Linked DNA regions of Mus musculus: region 2 is linked to region 1. The links are chromatin contacts, called in public HiChIP or PLAC-seq maps. All regions are on one chromosome and are shown on one strand. Each heading gives the region's core, a stretch centred on a gene start, on an enhancer-like site or on the middle of the called end of the contact. The rest is flanking DNA. Distances are from core to core; before and after follow the strand shown. Region 1 overlaps Map4k3 (mitogen-activated protein kinase kinase kinase kinase 3). Region 2 overlaps Tmem178 (transmembrane protein 178).

What was found. HiChIP or PLAC-seq counts read pairs in DNA pulled down with a chosen protein or histone mark.
Region 2: an H3K27ac HiChIP or PLAC-seq map of VIP interneurons shows a contact between it and region 1, with 5 times the contacts expected there. The contact joins two enhancer-like sites. A contact is called at or near these places in 1 of 15 datasets of contacts at CTCF or cohesin (the NIH/3T3 cell line), 10 of 484 Hi-C or Micro-C datasets (B cells, Sertoli cells, bone marrow-derived macrophages and 6 more), 8 of 115 datasets of contacts at active chromatin or transcription factors (VIP interneurons, astrocytes, bone marrow-derived dendritic cells and 4 more) and 3 of 9 other capture datasets (adipose tissue, embryonic stem cells and liver).

What each region holds. Positions count from the first base shown.
Region 1 is chr17:80,657,440-80,663,290 of GRCm38.p6, forward strand. The region is part of intron 3 of Map4k3 (mitogen-activated protein kinase kinase kinase kinase 3); the gene reads right to left. Among named protein-coding and RNA genes, the nearest start is that of Map4k3, 68 kb to the right of the region's middle. Within about 2 kb of position 3,697, at least 22 of the 459 cell types and tissues checked have an H3K27ac peak or open chromatin away from gene starts, as enhancers often do. A contact at or near this core is called in VIP interneurons, cerebellum and oligodendrocyte precursor cells, where this site is marked.
Region 2 is chr17:80,979,436-80,985,286 of GRCm38.p6, forward strand. The region is part of intron 1 of Tmem178 (transmembrane protein 178); the gene reads left to right. Among named protein-coding and RNA genes, the nearest start is that of Tmem178, 38 kb to the left of the region's middle. Within about 2 kb of position 3,091, at least 68 of the 459 cell types and tissues checked have an H3K27ac peak or open chromatin away from gene starts, as enhancers often do. A contact at or near this core is called in VIP interneurons, cerebellum and oligodendrocyte precursor cells, where this site is marked.

The sequences.
Region 1 (5,851 bases), core at 2,447-4,946:
AAACTTAGTAATTTATACAAATAATATACATTTATATTTTTAATTATAATTTTTATAACTAAATAGTAGTTATACAAATAATAATATACATTTATATTTTTTAGTTAGTAATAGTTACAGGCATCTAATTTATAAAGAAAAAGCTTGCTGAATTTGGATTATGTGCTATGAGACATCTGGGATGAAAATGTCTTGGCAAATCAAGAAAGGATTTGTAAGAAGACAACATTTAAATTGGGTCTTGTCGTTCAAATAGGAATTCACCAGGGAAAGACAGAGATGGGCCTCGGCAAAAGAATGAAACTGGAAAGAAGACACCATATTTGAGAGACTGGCTAATAAAACACATGCTGCCTGAAGAGACAATTACCACAGATGGAGCTAGAATAGGCTGGGGTCACACTGTAAAGCAATTCTTGGGTATGGGCCCCTCAGTACTTGGATAATTTTTAGTTTATCAACATCTCTTTGAAAATTAAAACCAAGCACTATTCTGATGCTACATGAACAGTGCATTATAAAGCAAAGCTGTCGGTGTGAATAGGGAGTCAAATATGGTGGTGTGTGGGGCAGCAGACCCTGCCACCAGGCAAAACTGGTAAAGCTGTACCAAAAGCTCAGAACCCCAATAAAACTCATAATTAAGAACGGCAAGAGTCTGAACTAGCTCCCAGTCAGGTTTCTATCCTGGAGCTTGTGACCACAACACCCCACTAGGAGGACCATGACAATCAGTCATGTAGAGACAACATCTCAAGTCCTTCCCCATGCAAATGGGGGTTCCTAACTTCTCAGGCTGAGCCAATGGGAAGATCTACTAGATCCCACCCCACCCCAAAAATGTTTATAAGGTTCTTGTCCACAGGGAATAAAGTGATGAGTTATTTCACCAAAGATCGTCTGAGGGTACCTGTCTTACTGAACTGTAACACTCCAGGGAACAGTTTTCTCTCAGAGTGCATTATGTAAGCACCTGGCCACCTGTCACCAACTCTGGGGGTAGGGTCATTCTAGCCATGCCCAAGCAAGCCCCACGAGATCTTTTATTCCCTAGGCTGGGCTAAGGAGTTTCTGGCTCGCTATGCACCAGTAAACATACCAGCAGGGGTGGGTGGGTTAGGCAGACCTAAGCATTGGCTTGGTTATGTACGATAGACCATGTGGCATACAGCAACCTCATGAGCTGCCAGGATGGAAACATCAGATAGGCTGATAGTAAGAAAGTAAAGCCCCAAAGAGATCAGAAACCACTTAAGACTGACAGTTTACCCTTGTGCCTTATGAATGAAATGGGTAGACTAGCACCATGGCTAATGTATATATTCCTTCTGTTGTTTCTGATACAGTACATATCAATAAATATATATACCCACAGAAATATCAACTGCTGCTCAGTAGCCATGTTTTAAGAGCATAGTTGACTATGCTCTTATTCAAAATGCAGAAGGCAACTGGCTCAATGGTTAAAAGCGCTTGTTCCTAATTGAGAGCATAGGTTCAATTCCCAGCACCCATGTATCAGGTCACAACTGTCTATAATTCCAGCCCCAGGGGATCTATGACCTCTGAGGGCATTGGACACCTATGTGGTACACATACATACATACATACAGGCAAAACACTCAAGCATGTTAAATAATAAAATAAGATTTAAAAATTAAAAAAAGTGAGAGGAGCACTTCCAACTAGAAGTCACTACACTAACATGTTTTAAATTCTCCATGGAACCCAACACCTATCTGCGTCAATGAAACACCATATTCCATTTCCTTTATTAATGCAGGTACGTTGAACAAGTATGTGAAGACCAGAGGACAAACATGGGTGCAAGCCTTGGGGATAAGGTCAACGTCTTTTGAGACAGGGTCTCTCATTGACCTTGAGCTTCCAATTAGACTAGAAAGCCCCAGCGATTCTCCTGCCTCTGAATCCTTATCGCTGAAATTATAAGTTAGCTAACAGGCCTGGTATTTTTTGTCCGTCTCAAGGGCTGGAGTCATTGTGATTGCAAGCCAACTGCGTTATCCTGCCATTCCTGGAGTTCCAGATATATTCTGATTATCAATTCTTTGTTGGATCAATATCTAACAAAGATGTCTCTATCTGCAGGCTGATCTTCACTTATATTATAACTTACAGTCATTTAAATCACTTTAAATTATTCCAAGAACTCAATGTAAACTTTAAAATGTGAAGTCATTACCTTTTCTTTTGTAAGAATAAAAACATCCCAACGAGAAGGGCTGATTTGGCTTTGCTTTCCACAAAGGCCAGGTTGGCTGCCACTTTTAAGTGCTCACTGATGACACAATCAATAATTTATTCATGACGTTTGCTGAGGAAAAAGCTGACATTTGATTTGACTGTAGTTTTTAGAAGTCGTCTTTCTCCCTTTTGTAAGTTAATCATTGATTATCTCTCATCTTCAATGTCCCCTCTATTTGAGAAAGGACATCTACGGACAGTGGATGACAATCACGTCTGCCCAATGTTCAGGGTGAGCTTACGTAAATCTAAAGCTTAGATTCACTGAAGGCGTCGAGCTGCCTTGTAACCACCTACTCACCTGTCATATGCTGCAGCTCCATTGCAGTAATGCTTTTCCTGCCCTATCCAGTATGAAAACAATTCTCCACAGCAGAGAAATGAACTGGAGACCAGTTGTCTGCTGTCTTTCCAATTCACTGCCACTGTCTTCCACTTAAAAGACCACATTCTCTGTTTCATCTTACTTAAATACAGTGTTAATTTACTTTATGCAGTGACTTTCTAGTTTATACAGGCAAAGAAAAAATATGGACCATATATGCTGATACTACTTAAAGATGCTAAAAATGCTTAACATTTATAACACTCCATTTGGTTAAAATCCATTATTATAAAAATAAATAAAGCTTGAATAGTCAGAATGTCTTAGAAAAATGACTCCATCTGCTCGCAAATGTCTCCATTGTGATGATAACTCTCAGTGCAGCAGGTCACCGCTGAACCATCTGTTCAACAGGACTGGGGCTGAGCCAATGGGCCCATTTGACTCAGGTCAACAAATTATATGGGTCTTTGTGGCTAGGCATCTAAATTAAAATAAAAGTAACCACAAGATCAATGTTAAATGATCCAGTATTGATGTCCTGCCTCAATAAATGTTTAGAAGCCTTCTCTTATTTTGTAAAATTTCCTTACTCAAAAATAAATAAATAAATATAAAAAAAATAAAAGTAAATGTGTGCCACTATTTTAATCTCCAGGCTGATGTTTATAAGAATTTATAGGGAAACAATGTTCTAACAACTGTTACATTGATCTCAAAGTCTTATTCCTAAAACATATTTTTTCATCTTCCCACATCCCACAGATTTAACAACAATAAGCTTTGTGTGGTTTATACATTGTTCACAAACACAGGAAAACAAAAGTGTGGTCCTGCTGCTGGAAGAGCACACTCAGCTGCGTCCCCCTGGGAGAGGCCTCGGTCCAGCAATCCCTGCACCACTGCATCCACAAAGTGATTCAACTTCATCCTAAGTCACCAGTGTGCAACTACAAAGGTCAACGAGCACTAGATATTTTCATATGGGCTAATTCACTCAGGCAAATTTGAAATCCTGATTCATTTTTAAATAGATGCTCAAAAGCATAAGGGCAGGTGTCCCACCCAGCGTGCTCTCCCTAGGGACTAGAAAGCGATCCGTTTACTCTAGCATCCCTCAGTACAGCCTCGAGTTCTCCAAAGTCCCAATGCCCTTGCAATCTGAACACACAAGCAGAAAACCGATGAGACCCAAATGAAGTGGAAGGCGTGCCAAGGCATCAGTCTGACGCTCGGGGCCTGATCTCACTGATACCGTGCGGCTGTGTTCACACTGGGGACAGGCGAGGGAAGGATCTACACAAAGAACTCTATTGCCTTCTCCACTCTTCGGTATCTAGTAAGTTTCAAAATCAAAGGTACGCTTCAAAGGTAACTGTAGACTAACAGTGACAACTTTAGTCTTTTTCTGTCTAAAAAAATGTTAGAAGGACCTGGGAGTTAAATTATCCTTGGCTCTAATGGGGTTAAAGGATAAGTCTTTGGTGTTTTTTTTAAAGAGAAACACAAATATTCAGAAAATATGCATTAAACATGCAGCATGCTATTAGTTAATCTAAGTCACCAGAGGAAAGCTTAGCCTGTGTGGACCTTGTTGGACTTCACACCAATGCTTCATCTTGTTGAGAACATCGAGTACTCAGCACTATGGGAACTCAGTCAGGACCTCCTCATGAAGTGAGTGTAGACAGCCTGCTATAAAGTGGGTTCTAGACCTTAAATATTCACTACGCATCTACTAAGAAGACTGGTGGGCTGCTCCTGATCCCTCGGGGCAGGTCGTTAAAGCACACCTCACTTCTGCACCTGTTTGTCAAATACTGTTATAATGCACAGTAATAGCAACACCAAAAGAACCCGTGACAATATTAGGGAGCGGGGGGGTGCATCAAACCCCAAACCCCTTCCCTTGACCTTTATAAAATGAGCTGGCTGCATTTGGAGTTCTGGAGCTGGGTAGTAAGTACTGTGGGCCAAAGAGGCCTCAGTGAGGGAACAGGCAGAGCCAGGCTTACATCCTGCCAGGAACAAGCAACTGAGCCTCAAGAAGAAAGGATTCTATTACGTCCTGATTTCTCATCTCTGAAAGAGTGGGCTGCATGACAAGATCTCTCTGTCCTTTCCAGCTTGAACACAATACAAACCTAATTCTTAGGATTCCATGGCTCCTCTTTGGTCCAAGTCCATACTTAATCAGGAATAAAGACTACAGAAAGGAAGGAAGGGCTGTTGCTTTTTTACTCTTCTGTGTGCTTTCAGGTCGTCCTTTCGTCGTCATTAGCAATGCCAGTGGTGGAACTGTCACCTGTCTAAAGCAGCATCCTCACGTTACATCCCCACAGCACTAAAGGAACACAGTTCTATTTTTTAAAATGACCCTAACTTTATTTAAAATTTGGTCCAGGGTGGGGCAGAATTCACTATAATCTTTACATTTGGATAGGAATAAAACAGAAGCAAACTTGGTGCTAGACCTTTCCAAGCACCTTGTTTGTAAGCTGGACATAACATGTACTAAGGCTCGATGCTCAAGGGGTTGAAATGATCACCGAGGCACTGATATGGTCTGAGGACAGTGCTGGCAGCGGCGTTAACATTCAGTGAATGTCACACTTTCCATGCCACCTGTTCTTATCGGTACCCATTCCACAGGTGTTGTCACCTCCATGTAACTGAGGAGGAAATGGGGACACTAAGTGACTAAAAAATCTGCCATAACTCACATGTTAACTACTGATGGAAGCCAGGATTCTGACCTTTCCACTCAACATACGATAGTTTTACCACATGAAGGGTATCGAATAAGTAGCTTTGGCTTCGTATGTTGTACACTGCTTGACAAACAGGATTTAAGACCCATGTCCCAGGGAAGCACAACTGCTCTCCTTACAAGACCAGCCTGCCCTAGGAAGCAACAGGCAAAAGAGGCGTTTTGGAGTGGCGCTTTTTCCTGTATCTGGAATCAATCACTGAGTACCATAAACTTAACGGATTTTAGGAGACGGCTTCTCAAGCCCACAGTAACTGCCCTGCTGAGCCCACCAGATGGACAGGTGCTGAGACAGACTTCCTGGGCTGCTACTGAGCCACTCCCTGTTAAAAGTACCATCACTCTGACTAAAGTTAAGAATGCATGCAGGACTGAGCACTGACCCACTCCTGTTCCTTTCCCATCGCCATCTAACCTACCCTGCTTCTCACAACTACAGTGAGGAGAAGGGCTGGTCTGGTTTGTTACATAAACTGAGGATTCAGGGACAG
Region 2 (5,851 bases), core at 1,841-4,340, 320 kb after region 1:
ATGGGAATATACTTCAGTTGGTAGATATGTTCCTAACATTCACAAAGCTCCAGGCTTGATCCCCCTCCACATAGAACTAGACACGGTCTTGTGTGCCTGTCGTCCCACCCAGCACTTGGGAGGTGAAAACAGGAGAGTCAGGAGTTCTGTCCATCCTTGGGCTATATGAGATTCTGTATTAAAAAAATAAAAAAAAGCAAAATTGTGGCTGAAGAGATGGATGAGCGGTTAAGAACATTGACTTTTCAGTTCCCAGCACCCACGTGGCAGCTCACAACTGCCTGCAACTCCAGTTCCAGGGGGTCTGATGCCCTCACACAGACACACATGCAGCTCAAACACCAATACACCTCAAATAGAAATAAACAAATTACACACAGAAGATCAAAATGCTATGCTTATATGTCTATACATAACAATAAAGTCAATTCCCCTGTTTACTTTTTAATATGACTCTTAGGAAGTTTGGAATTGTGTAGCACGTGGCATCTCTTCCCTCTGGACAATCCTACTCATATTTACCCCTTCAGCTTGCGTATCCTCCTTTCAGTACGTAGACTGGACGGGTTTGCCCTCGGAAGGTGCTTGCAGCTGGCCAAGGCTCTTCTAGTCAGTAGAAGCTGCCCAGTTTACTGCACTTGGCTTATTCAATTCAAGTCAGCTCTTGATAAAGGGAGCGACAAGGGGACATTTCTTTCATCTGCTTAACACCTGCTTCCCTCTGAGATGAAGTCTCTCTGACAAGAACATAGCCGCTGCCCTGACCTGTAACCCTAGGGCCGATCTCCCCCTTTAAACTGGGGTGTGTGCTGGCAGAGCTTTAAAGAAACAAAGAGTCCTTTACTTTCTGCCCATGGGCCACTTATGGAATTCCAAGTGACCCTTAAGTGTTTTAGGAAGAGTGCATACTGTCGTGACCTGCCATCGAGAGGCTCTCAAGTGTCGGAGGCCTTGCTGTTATTTTACCCTTTCCAGACTTATCTGAGAGATGCCGCGCTCTGACAAAGAAGCCATAGCGTCTGCTTATAAGGGAGTTGAGTCATGAGCGGAGAGGGTGACTCTCTGACCCACCAGAAAAGACCAAAGTCAGAACTCGGCAACCAAGGCATGAGCTCAAGAAGACAGAACTGAGTTTGGGAAGAATTGAAGGCAAGCACCGTAGGAATAGGAGGGTCATGGAAACAGGCACAGCACTGCCATGGAATACTTTTAAGGACAGAAGTGGCCTCTGGGAATTATTCTCAGGGTCAGTAAGGTAGGGCTACAGAGATTCCAGTCAATGGGAAGCCATTCACACGTTCTCACGGTGTGATATGATACACAGAAACCCTAATATCATGCACTGAGGGAGTATGAGATCTCTCTCTCTCTCTCTCTCTCTCTCTCTCTCTCTCTCTCTCTCTCTCTCAGTTGTCAAAATTGGAAAGTTGGCATATTGGCCGAACACTAAAGCTATGTAATAAATAAGTACATAATGCTTATATGTGCCAAGCACTTTATTTTTAAATAAATGCATCTATTATGGCAAGTAAAACTCTCACAGCCACTAATTTAAATCCCACGTAAGCTGGGAATAGTGGCACATAACTGTAATCCTAGCACTTGGAAGGCAGAGGCCAGCCTGGTCTAACAGCAAGCTCCAGGCCAACCAGGCCTATGTAAAGAGATCCTCTCTCAAAATGAGAGTTGTAAAAAATATAGTGGGGGCAGGAGAGATGGCCCCATACTGCTCTTCCAGAGAATCCAGAACCCAGAACCCAGGCCATGGCTCACCACACCAGTAACTGAAGTTCCAGGATATCTGGTTCCCCCTTCTGGCCTTCCTGGGCAGTAGACACATAGTGCACATACATTTGTGTAGGCAACACAATCATACACATAAATAAAAGCACACAAATCTTAAAAAAAGTAAAAAGCAATATAACATGATACTGCAAAATACAGGAAGATGACTTCAAATTACATTTAACTTATTTTTTAAAGGAAGGATTTTATGTGTATGTGTCTTGCCTATATGTTTCTCTGTATTCCATGTGTGTGCCTGGTGCTCTCAGAGACCAAAAGAGGCTACTAGATCGTTTGGAAGTGGTTTTATACATGACTATGTGTCACCACATGGGTGCTTGGAATCAAACCCAGGTTCTCTGTAAAAGCAGCCCGTGTTTTTAGCCACCGAACCTATCTCTGAGCCCATCTCTCCAGACCTCTCAGGGATTACTGAGGCCCCAGACACCGTACGTGATCACAAAGCAGATTAGACCAGCGGTGGCACACATGTGGCCTGCTGTCTGAGAGAAGAGTGATATCGACGTTAGTTGGCAATCTCTGCAGGAGCCCAGTGCTGGGAGTCTTGCACAGAAGACAGGAGTGGACAGGCAAGAGGGACCAGTGGTTGGATCACTGCCCCGGGCAACTGTTGCATGGTTCTGTTTATCCCTTTGTACACATGAGCTAATCTGCGATGGCCATTTAGGGTCCAGCCTCCTGGTATGGGGCAGTGGTTCTGTCTAATGAATGTGAGCATTTGCCAAGAGATGACTCACAGTCCAGCATTGAGGTTTATAAAGGGCTAAGCCCTTCACAATAACCCTACAGAGTCTATGCCATCAGACCTCTGCTTTTATAAGAGAGGGAACTCAGGCGCAGGTTAAAGGATTTGCTAAGTTTACACAGCTGTAATTCAAACCCACGTCCTGTCTCTCTGCCCAGGTTCGAAGCCTGAATGACGTCTCAGTGTTGAATTACTGTGAGTTTTGTAGTATCTCATACTTGCTATGTCTCTCCCTTATTTAACCTCCCCGTGTGTCCCCGCGACTCACTAGCTGTGGGGCTAGTTCACTATTGTCAGCAGTAGAAACAGCAACGATTCACCAGACCAAAGGCTCCATTCCTCATCCAGTAGGATGTATTTATTTATATATCTTATTCTATGGTTTTTTAGCATCCTTAAAGTGGCTTTACTTGGCCCTGTAAGAAGCTAATTATTCACCAAATATAGACCACGGCTTGTTCTTTTCAGCCCCCTGCATGCTTTTTCCCCTCATTGTGCGATGCCATCTGGTGCTATGAGCTCATGCTTTCTGTGCTCCTTTGCAGAGCGCCAGATTCGTCCTTTCTGAGCCCAGAAAGCAAGGTTGATTTCAGAGTTTGCTTGTGTGGCTTTGAGAGCACTGGGGTCTAACGCCTCCTAGTGGATTTTGCCGGTATCACTCCTTACCATCACCACAGGGAATTCATGCTCACCCATGTAGACTGTCCGTCCATGTCTTTCTTTCTGAGTCAATAGCTTTGGTGAGCCACCCAGCACCAGCAGGTCTTTTTCTGTGTCGTTTTTATTGGCTTAATGCTTGGGATGTGGGAAGCCAAACCCTGATAATTACACTTTCCTCTTCAAATCTGTCTCACTTTGTGCTGTGGCGGTAGAACACGTATTAAAGAGAAGGAGATCGGAAGTCTTGTGGCTGGCCTCGGATCCGTCCTTCACACACTCTTTCTCCAAAGTCCGGAGTCTCTCTGATCATTTTTTCCCCAGGAGTGGAGCACTGGGAACATAGGACATTTTCTTGTATACCGAGCTTAGGATATCAGAGCTTCCCCACCAGACCTCTGATCTTTGAGACTTTTGAGTGCTGCTCGTCAGATCTGCTCCCTCTCTTTCCACCTTCTGATGCTCGATCAGCGTCCTTGGCAATTAGACTAAGATCCAAGGGATATGAAGTGTGTCTGGTGATGTCTGCGCTGCTAGCCTCGGGTCTCACTCCAGCAGAGCACCGGCCAGGCGATTGCCCTCTTCCTGTAGCCCTGCCTCCTGGGGGACTGCGTGGTACTATGAAGGCACAGAGGAGAGAATCAGTCCCAGGGATGTTTAGAGTAGTTTAAGGGAGCACACAGTGTCTTAAGTGCAGAAGTCGTTCTAGGCAAACCATCTCTGAGTCTGAGAAAGCTGGTTTTTGTTTTGTTTTCCCAATTCCGTACCTCTTCACCAGCATGAGGCAGCTTCTAAGAGATGCAGGTGGGGAAGCCATGGAGTCAGCCATGTAGCTGGTCTAATCCCCAAATGAAATGTATCGACAGGTGTGGAAAATGGAGACAGACACAGCCCTCTGCCAGGAAGCAGCTTTGTTTCCAAAAGTGCTCACGTTGGTACTGAATTGGAAAAAAAATCGATTTTTCATATCGAATTGACCGTTTTACTTTAGAATAGCAATAACTGTAGAAATCTGTAGAATTAGCACCAGTTTCTAAAAGTTAAAGAATTCAGTTTGTCTAACCACACACACATTAAGACTTGCTTATGTCGTTGTACTGTGGCCTAGGCTAATTCCTCAACCTCTGAACTTCAGACATTTTTTGTTTAGTGGAATAATTATTCCTGGGGTCGTTGGTGAATGTCAATTGGATTACTTTTATATGTGTATGTGTGTGGTGTATTGGTATATCTCTATCTCCCCTTGTGGAGGAACAAGTATATGTGGATGCGGGTAGAAACCAGGGCTTGATGTTGGCCATCCACATAAATTACTCTGCATCTGAGATACTGAGGCAGAGCACCATACTTGAACGTGCCTGTTCCAACAGATCAGCTAGTCAGCTTGCTCTGGGGACCTTCTCTCTCTCTGGGCTTCTCCTGGGACTAGGATGGGCTGCCACGCCCAGCCAGTATTTATGTAGGTGTTGAGGATCTGAACTCCAGCCATCATGCTGATGGGGCAAGCCCTTGGCCTGCTGAGCCGTTTCCCCATCCCTCACGGAGGTTTTGTTAGATAATTTTTATGTGTAATTGGGATGATCAGGTCATCTCTGTCTTCTGGTCCATACATGGTATTCTGCATAAACTGAACTTTGTCTAGTGAACCCATTTGTATTCCCGACATGTGTCTCATCTGGTCATGGTGCATGGCTTTTTACATGTTGCTGAGTTCAGATTGCTAGTATTGGGAACAGTTTTTGCATAGAAAATATCAAAGAAAGTGGCATATTTTCCTGGAGTTGTGTAAGAGGACACAATTTTGATCTGCAGAACCCATGATATTTTTTGTTTGTCTGTTTGTTTTTTTAAAGGACCAGGGCAGGGGCGGGGAGTCGGGGGGAGATTGAGATCCAAGCTGGATGGGATGGTAAAGGTTATGCTCCCAGCACTTGGAAACTGGGAACAGGTTCATCTCTAAAGACTTACTGACTGGTCAGACTACCTAGTCTATTAGTGAGTTCCAGGCCAGTGAGAGGTCCTGTCTCAAAGAGAGAGAGAGAGAGAGAGAGAGAGAGAGAGAGAGAGAGAGAGAGAGAGAGAGAGAGAGGAAGAAAGAAAAAAGAGTGTGGGTGGGTAAAAATGGCAGAGAGACCTGAGGACTGACACCCAAGGCACAAACACAAGATATTATATAGTTTTCTTTCTTGTGATGTCTTGATTTCAGATCCAGTTGGGAAGTGTTTCCTCCACTTCTGTTTGGTTTTTGAAGAGTCAGAGGGAGTGCTGATTCTTGTTTAAACATTTGGTAAAACTCATCAGCCAAGTCTTGGGCTTTACCTCACAGGGCTGGTCTCACTAAGCTAATTACTAACTCCATCCCTTATCTTGTTATAGATACAGTCAGAATAGCTCACCTATTGCCTTGAGTTAGCCTTTGAGTTTGTGTCTTCCTAGGATATTTTATGTCCTATTTAATATTAGTTAGTGTTTGGCAGGTTTGCCAAGTATTTATTTCTATAAGATTAATCTCCTTTTGCTTTATGATTTTTTTTTAAATCCACTTTGTCTTTTTACTTTTTGGGAGTTTGCCTATCCACTAGAAATTAATTGGCATCTGTGAGTATTCTCTAGTTAACAGCTGCTGCAGTTAAAGGGCTACAA